Regions from separate parts of the Anas platyrhynchos genome. Here region 2 is linked to region 1. The links are chromatin contacts, called in public Hi-C maps. All regions are on one chromosome and are shown on one strand. The core of a region is the stretch at or near the end of the contact, and the rest is flanking DNA. Distances in the headings are between cores, read along the strand shown.

Evidence for each region. Hi-C and Micro-C count contacts between places; a contact is called where the count stands out from the background.
Region 2: a Hi-C map of liver shows a contact between it and region 1, with 3 times the contacts expected there. The contact joins the enhancer-like site here to the promoter of ABRA in region 1. A contact is called at or near these places in 2 of 8 Hi-C or Micro-C datasets (liver and subcutaneous adipose tissue).

Annotation. Positions count from the first base shown.
Region 1 is chr2:19,345,890-19,349,935 of IASCAAS_PekinDuck_T2T, forward strand. It overlaps ABRA (actin binding Rho activating protein), which reads left to right and starts at 2,159. Exons shown (of 2, transcript XM_005025883.6): 1 at 2,159-2,977. The coding sequence starts at 2,226.
Region 2 is chr2:19,463,187-19,467,232 of IASCAAS_PekinDuck_T2T, forward strand. All of the region lies in intron 3 of OXR1 (oxidation resistance 1), which reads right to left. Among named protein-coding and RNA genes, the nearest start is that of ABRA, 120 kb to the left of the region's middle. Within about 2 kb of position 2,400, at least 1 of the 8 cell types and tissues checked has an H3K27ac peak or open chromatin away from gene starts, as enhancers often do.

The sequences.
Region 1 (4,046 bases), core at 909-3,408:
AACAAGGACAGGTACACACAATTTTGATTTGATAAATTTTGTTAAGCAGATCTAAGTTCTTTTTTTTTTTTTTGGCAAAGCAGCCACCTTTGAAGGATGAACAAGAGCAGCAGATGCTATGTTGGTCAGGTTTTTTGATTTTTATCTCATATGCAAAATTGGAATAGTACAAAATTAACTGGAAAAATCACATAAAACAAATAGTAATAGCTATCCATCAAACAATGTGCTCACTAACAGGGTCTCCTTTATACTTCCCTGCAATTTTCACTTATTTTTCTAAACAAGGATCAGACAGTACATTTAGGAAATATGACTGAAGTTGCAAGAACTTTGGAACAAGCATTAAAAATCAGTTTGATCAGTTTGATCAAATAATAATTAAAAAAAAAAAAAATCAGAACAATTCAGATTGCAATTTAATAACAATTCATTCCTAAAGTCTTGGCCTCCCTTATCCTCAAGAAACCATAAGAAATGATATAATGAGCTGGTATCGCACTCCTATGTTGCACAAGCATTATTCTCTTCTTTCATCTCCATCTTCCTTAGCTGTTACAGAACATGCACCATCCTGCATGCATACATGACTGCACATGCGTACTTTTAAACACAAGAAGCTCCCATTCCTGATTAGCCTTTAAGCAGTACCAAAATAAACGTTCAGTAACACATGCTTCTTAATCAGGTTGCACCAGTACACTTCATAATGGCATTTCAGAGTTACGATGAAGCTGGTAATAGCCACGATTGTACAGTATCCTGAGGTCATACATTTCTTTCTAAAATAAAAGTGTGATTAAATATCATATAGCAACACTAACCTACGTTATGTCATCAGTTTTGAAGAGGAAATGACCCCACAGATTAATGAGGAATTCTGCCTAGAAGTCAAAGGTATGATAAAGCTTTGTTATTAAACAAGAGCTAGATATAATCAAACCTACTTGAAAAAGCCCAGCCTTTAATAGAGAGAATCAAAAAAGGCAGAGTAGTAAGAGTCCATATTTATCTCTGGTATAACACCAATGAAGCAAACAGAATACCCTGAAGTTGTTTGCCTGACTGCCACATGGCAAGTATGGCAAGTCATCTGCTAAGCTGTGAGGTATGATAGATGGAAAAAGCAATGCCAGTTTCCTTTCCTGTTTAGGAAACAATATACTAAGAAATAAGACACTATAGGACTGTAACTCAGAAAATGTCTGTTTGTTATTATGTAACAACTGATAAAACCCACCAAAAAAAATATAAATTCAAATATAACCACTCTCCAGGAAGTCCTCTGGAATGAAGAAATTATGATTTTTCCTAGAAAACTATTTTTTTATATACTGTAAATGTTGGACATAATTATGGTGGAAATAACATACAACTAAACACTAGTTTATATAGATAACTTCCTTGAAAAAGCAGTCAGAAATGCAATAGGTCACACTTAATTATTTTTTTTTCAAAATCCTAAATAAAAATTAGGAGACCATTCATCCATCCAGTCAAGTCAGACTTATTGTATTAATCTTCAGACTAGAGATAGTGATTCACTCATTCTTAGCACCGACACCAAATGCAATATTGTTCCTAAAACCCCCTAAAGGTACACTGTAAACAGACATAACTGGGGAATAACTTGGAATAGAGCACATAAATACCTTTTAAAAATTAACATACCTGGATTTTCTTGGATATGTGAGCAATAAAATGAAATCACCTAGCATATTTTTACAAAATACATCTAAACATTTCTCATTCGTAATCTGCTTCTGGCTTTACACTCCGTGACTAAGGGCAAGTTTTGCCTGTGATGATGAGTGGTCTCTGCTCTGTCGACAACTGACAGCACCTAACATTTAGCCATTTCAGACACTCTGTTCAATATCTTTAACCCAAATTCTGCACTTGCCAACAAATTGGGGATTGAGCAGTCCCTGGGAAGAGTGCTTATAGAAACCATGAATATCTCACTATTCCCAGTACAGGTCTGTGTCATCCTGTTTACATCACGCATCATTCATCTGCTGTGATGAAATGTGATCCCACGTTTTAAAAAAAGAACTCCGTAATAGTGAGGATACTCTATCTTTGTGCAAAGTGTTTCACATATTTTCCATGGGCACAAACTGCTCCCACTTCTATTTAAATCTCTGCAGCTCTCTTTGCTGGACATTACTTGCTTAAGGAAGCTCATTGAGGAGGTGCTTAACATAAGAGGGCAAAGCACCAGCATGGCAGCAGACAGCAGCATGGTTCTTGAAAAGAAGGCGAGCACAACTCCTGCAAAAAGGGCTGTCCACAAGATCCGAACAGCCACCTTAGTCTTCAGCTTGGCGCGAGGTTGGCAGCAGTGGGCAACTGATCACAATGTAAAGCAAGCTCAAGAACCCACCGGCTGGGTCCCCAGTGCAGTGGACTCATCAACTCAGCCAGTGCAAGAAAGACCCTTTGAAAAATGGCCAATTCCATCCACCAAGAGGGACCAAGGAAAAGACGATGAAAAATCCTCAGTAAATGAATCAACTACAATAAGAGATGCTGAAAAAAAATCCAGGGAATCGGATGAAGCCCTCAAAAAGTTCAACATTAGAAGCAAAGAGGTGGCCAAGACAGTTGTAAGCAAAGCCTACGAACGGGGAGGTGATATTAGCCTCCTCAGTGACAGATACGAGAACAACAATGGCAGCTCAGAGATGATCAAGCTCAAAGAAGAATCAAATGCTATTGACAAAATTCTTAGTGCCAAATTATCACCCACAATAAGGAGAAAGTGTTCAAACACGGTATCAGAGCTGACCAAGGGCTGGAAGCAGATGGAACAAGAGGACAAAGTGGGGACTAAGGAAGAACTGCTGCTTAACAGCCACGATGACAGCATGGATGCAGAGGACAGTGGCTATGGGGAAGCAGAGGACAGACTTGAGCCAGAGGACAGCGACCAAGAGGTGACAGCTGTGAGGATTAAACGACCTGTGCCATCTTTGTAAGTAAAACACCTTTGTTACCATATCACAAATGGTCAGCAGATCCTGAAACGGGAACAGGCTTCCACAACAAATAAGTGAAATGAGACCAGGAAAAAACAAACATAGCAAATGGTTAAAGAGAAATAATTATTCCTAAAAAAAAAAGCAAAACAATAATAATAATAATAATAATAATAATAATAAAATCCAGAAAACCTTTCACGTAACTCTCTATGCTTAAGTGGTTAGTCAGTAACTTCTGACTACAGTCTTGCATCTTATGCATATATGCATAAGAGACATAGGAAGTTATATTTGGGAAATGTTATTCAATTTAATTTTGACACTAGGTTTATTGGTTCATCTAAATCACTACTTACCTCTCAATATTTTAGTCCACATTTCAGATTAACATCTTTTCGTTCCTCAGGAACCCACAGCTATTCAGATGATCTTAGTGGTCTTTTATAACCTGAATGATACTATGTTTTCAGCAAATACTAATTCTAAAGCAACACACCTGAGCAAATAATATTTCAACATATTTATTCATTATTTTGCTTTGCAAAAATTGTGAATAATCTTGGGAGTGATTTACGCAGAATGTCCAAAAATAGGTATTGAAGTACATCACTTCTAGGTACATCTTAACAAAATCTGGGTTCACTGATTCTCTTTGGAAGCTTTCCTTATGGATTTGGAATTCATTAAGTCAAAGGATGGAACTTCTCTGTTTAGGGTCCCAGTTTCTGAGATTTTAGAAAGCATTCAGCCTGCCTCTACTTCTGAAAGAGTGATTTGAATCATGCTATAAATCATTTCTAAACCATGTTACAAGTCATTTGACAAAAAGAACATTTGAATCATCAATTCATTTTTCAAATTCAGCGCCTCTCTGTGGGTACACACACACACTCTCTCTCTCTAAGTATGCTCACGGAGTCTGTTGTGGAACTTTCAGACATACAGACTTTCTTATGCCTGTAACTGGTGTGAACAGAAAAGAAGGAGAAAAAAATATTCCTTACTGATGTAGTTATTACAGGTTCTAAAAAAGAGAGAGAGAGAATTAAGTAGCAAAACCAT
Region 2 (4,046 bases), core at 1,150-3,649, 120 kb after region 1:
GTGGTCTGAACAAGAGACTTGTAGGTAGAATCCAATGTAAAGTTACAGTACCTTTATCTTTTGTTATATGTGGTTTCCAAAATTCATACTCAGCTGTAACACTTTAACATATTGACATGGTCCATCTCAGACAAAACATCAAAGGGAAGGGAAGGGAAGGGAAGGGAAGGGAAGGGAAGGGAAGGGAAGGGAAGGGAAGGGAAGGGAAGGGAAGGGAAGGGAAGGGAAGGGAAGGGAAGGGAAGGGAAGGGAAGGGAAGGGAAGGGAAGGGAAGGGAAGGGAAGGGAAGGGAAGGGAAGGGAAGGGACCACAAAAGCATGGAGCCTTGCTTTGTAACTGTTTTTTGTTCCATCATGCATCACATGCCTTGGGTCTTGAAAGTCCTGATATACAATTATATCAAAACTAATCAATTTAACACATTTAAATTGAGTTCTTTTACAGGTTTATGCATTAGCTATTCACTCTTTGATATTCTGAACTTAATTCTTGTTATCTAGATATGAGATAACAGCAATGTGTTTGACAAGAAACTAATCTATTACAAACACCATATATTTCCTGGTTGTATACACTGTGTAAAGGAGCTTGTCATGCCCAAATAGGTGTCTACGGAGCTGAAGGCATAAAAAACAACCTTCACTTTATGTAAGAAAACTCATTCTGCAAAGAACCGAGTGTCCTTCAGGGTAGTGAAGCTTTAATATCCCAGCACACTGGTCTGCACTCCAAGCAGATGGCCACAGGATGAGGCAGAATCCTGCTGAAGTTACTGCAGTGCCCTGGTCTGCACCAGCACTGTGCCGGCAGTGAGGGAAGATGGTCAATTATGCACACATAGAGAACGAACTCAACATAACATCCTTTCCTCTCTCCTCATCGCTGAGTAATTTCCACAAGCATCATGCAACACCTGTGGCTGCCGTAGCCAAAAGGTCTTGCGCACCCAAAGATGAGAACTTCCAGATTTAAAAATCATATGAAGGAATATATGTTTTAGAATGAATAGGCAAGTTCACTCAACAGCAAAATCAATGTTCCTTTCTGTGAAATACAAGGTAAAAACACACTTTCTTGTATATATACACAGAGTTATTGGTAAAGAATGTATTTTGTGCCTTGGAAATGAAACAGATGCTGAGCCAGGTGAAACACAAGCACAAAAATAGAGGATGAAGTTAGCAGTATTGAACTGATATTGTCTTGTTTCATTTAACAAAACTAGAAAACCAGCAATAATAAATCAATCACAATGTTGTTTGATCTTTGTTCACAGGCCATTAAATTTGCCATTAGTGGACTTGCTGACTTCTTGGCAGAGCAGGCTGCAGACTGCTTTTGTGGGCACATACTGAATGATTTCCAGGTTTTTGAAGGATAATGTGTGTTTGGCACATTCTGTAAAATACTAAAATTGGCTATAATACATAAAAATAAAGAAAATGCATAACTCAACTTTTTAAATGAAAGTTGCGTAATATTATCTTCCTTCAGCCAGAAAGGTCCTTGATAAAGACAGCCACTTCTTGCAGTTTTGCTGGAGAAACGTACATCTCTCCTGCCCACTGATGACTGAGTGATAAATTACATTCAAATCTCTGAAATTTCCCACTTAGTTCTTTTTTTAGCTAAATCAAATTGTCTTTTTTTTTTTTTTTAAATCTTTCCATCTTTCAGCATAAAGCCACCACAAAAATTGTGTTGTTCTGCTTTTTCTTCCTTTTCTGAACAAGAAAAGATTGCTCCCAAGCCCAGCACAGTGTAGCATACATCACAGAGCTGTTTCTAGAAGGCTTTTTCCTGACACACAATGAGCTCTTCTTAGCAAAACAAGTCCCTAAACTCAGCTAGCCCACAAAATGCAAAGTGTTTATGCACAAGAGCAGCCCTGATAAATGTTTGTGACTCTTTGTCTAGACTCTGGGTTTTGCAACTAAAATACTGTCCGAGGGAAGAAGCTTAACATCAGCCTGGGATTAAAACATGTCCAATTCCTGCACCTCAGCTAGGTCTTAGCTGCTTCCTGACAAAACTCAGGTGAGCCATTCACTGTGTATGCACGTGTAGCAGCAACAAGTTTTCAATACTCCTCACTCAGCATGAAGAAGCAGCAGCAGAATCACAAGTAAACCTCTTATTTATGGCACAAGTATTTTCAGTGCAGCAGTTTCCTTGTAACATCGCATGCACTGCTGGCTGCCATATGGCAGGCTGCAGGACAAACACTAAGAGCCAGGACTGAAGCACTGGTTGTCTCCTGAGAAGTGACCTCCAGCTGGCCTGTCCTTCCCTGTGTCTGGACACAGGGGTAGGGAACAGCCACCAGCTCAGGGCAATCAAATGCACGTTTGTGACAAAGTGGTGGAGATGATGTCCAGAGGAACATGACTCAGCAAGAGGAGGAGGTCATAACATGGGTGCTTCATTTCTGAAGCATGTCTTACTGGCTAAAACATAGAGGTGCCAATACTGCTTAGAGTGTCACCTACTCATGGTGCATTAGCCCTGTTTGTATTGGATTTTGTTCATATTCTTATAGGGGTCATCTGAACTAATTTTTGCTGTAAGCACGTCTTTGGCTTGATTCTGCACTGACTGACTTCACCTCCGGAACACCCAAAAAAATGGAGGGAAGCAGAAGGCACCAGAACACAATGGCTCCTAACCAGGATTTGCCAAGTTATATAGGACCTGAAGCAAGGGATAGAGGTTTGAAAGATGTAGTCATAAAGAAATTTCAAAGAGTGATAGATACGTGATAATGAAATCTTATTGGATCCTTAAGTGTTCAGCAGTTTTTGTTAATTAGAATTACCCTAGAATCTGAAGGCATTAGCCATCACCTGATATGATGACCTGTACTATTTTTCTGGTAAGTTATGTTGCCTTCATGTACCTATTTACTTTCTAGAATGAAAACAGTGGTAACTTTTTGTAATGATTCATTCTTTGTGCCTTTTACAAAACACTGTTTTTAATTTTTTCCCCTCTATTGCCTGTGAAGATAGTTAAAAATATAAATGTCAGCTTATATACATACATATAAATATATACATATCCAGCACATTCTAAGTGACTAATCTGAAGGGATATGGTTCTCTTAAAATAACAATATCTCCAATGAAACCAAGAATCACCAGACAAATCAGCAAGTAGCATCAGAAACAATCTGGCAGAGCATGAGAGAGACATGCTATGAGGGGGCAGATAGTTCAAACCCTGGAAATATACAGGCAAAGTCATTCACTTCATATTTAGTGTTCATATTCCCTCAAGGTTTAACCACAGCACATGTCAATACTACTCCTGTAGTTGTTACAAAAATTTAGGATAAGCAAGAAGTCAAAACAGTCTAAGCTGAATTAGAGATACTTCAGTTGTTAACAAATACAAAGGGGTTATCAACAAGTAATTTTAAAAAGAGCTGGTATCATCTACACAGGAAGAAATCTGCTATCCACTGGTCTTGTGGCAGGGAACAGCTGCAGTGGATGGCAACCAGCACACTGTGAGCAAAACCCATGATTGTGTCACCCTGCTTTCAGTGCCTCTTCATGCCTCAGGAGAGCCACAGCAGCAAAACCCTTCGGCCTGTATTTCAGATCCTACATCAGAGGCAGCAAGACGCTCACAGGGGGAATGCTCATGGCAGGAAACGGCAGCTGAGCACAGTCACCAGTGCTCAGAGCCACCTGCCAGGCCGCAGGCATCGCACTGGCGGTGACAGGGGCGTGCAGGGAGGAAGGAGCTGCCCCCACCACATTCCCCAGGGGATGCAGCAGAGATGGAGGCTGTGGCCACCTCAGCACACATCTGAGGTGAGGAACGGGCCATGAGCCACACAGCTGGAGCTGTTGAAGAAATGGGATCCACCCAACAGCCAGCAGCATGCAGAAGATGTCTTGACAAGACACTTTTACAACATGTCTGCATTATCTGAGGAACTGAGAAGCTACATATACTGTCTGCTAGGCTTCTGCCTCACTGCCAAATTTATCCTTGCTGTAGAAGTAGGTACCATCTGTAGTCTAAGGAGGCAGACAAGA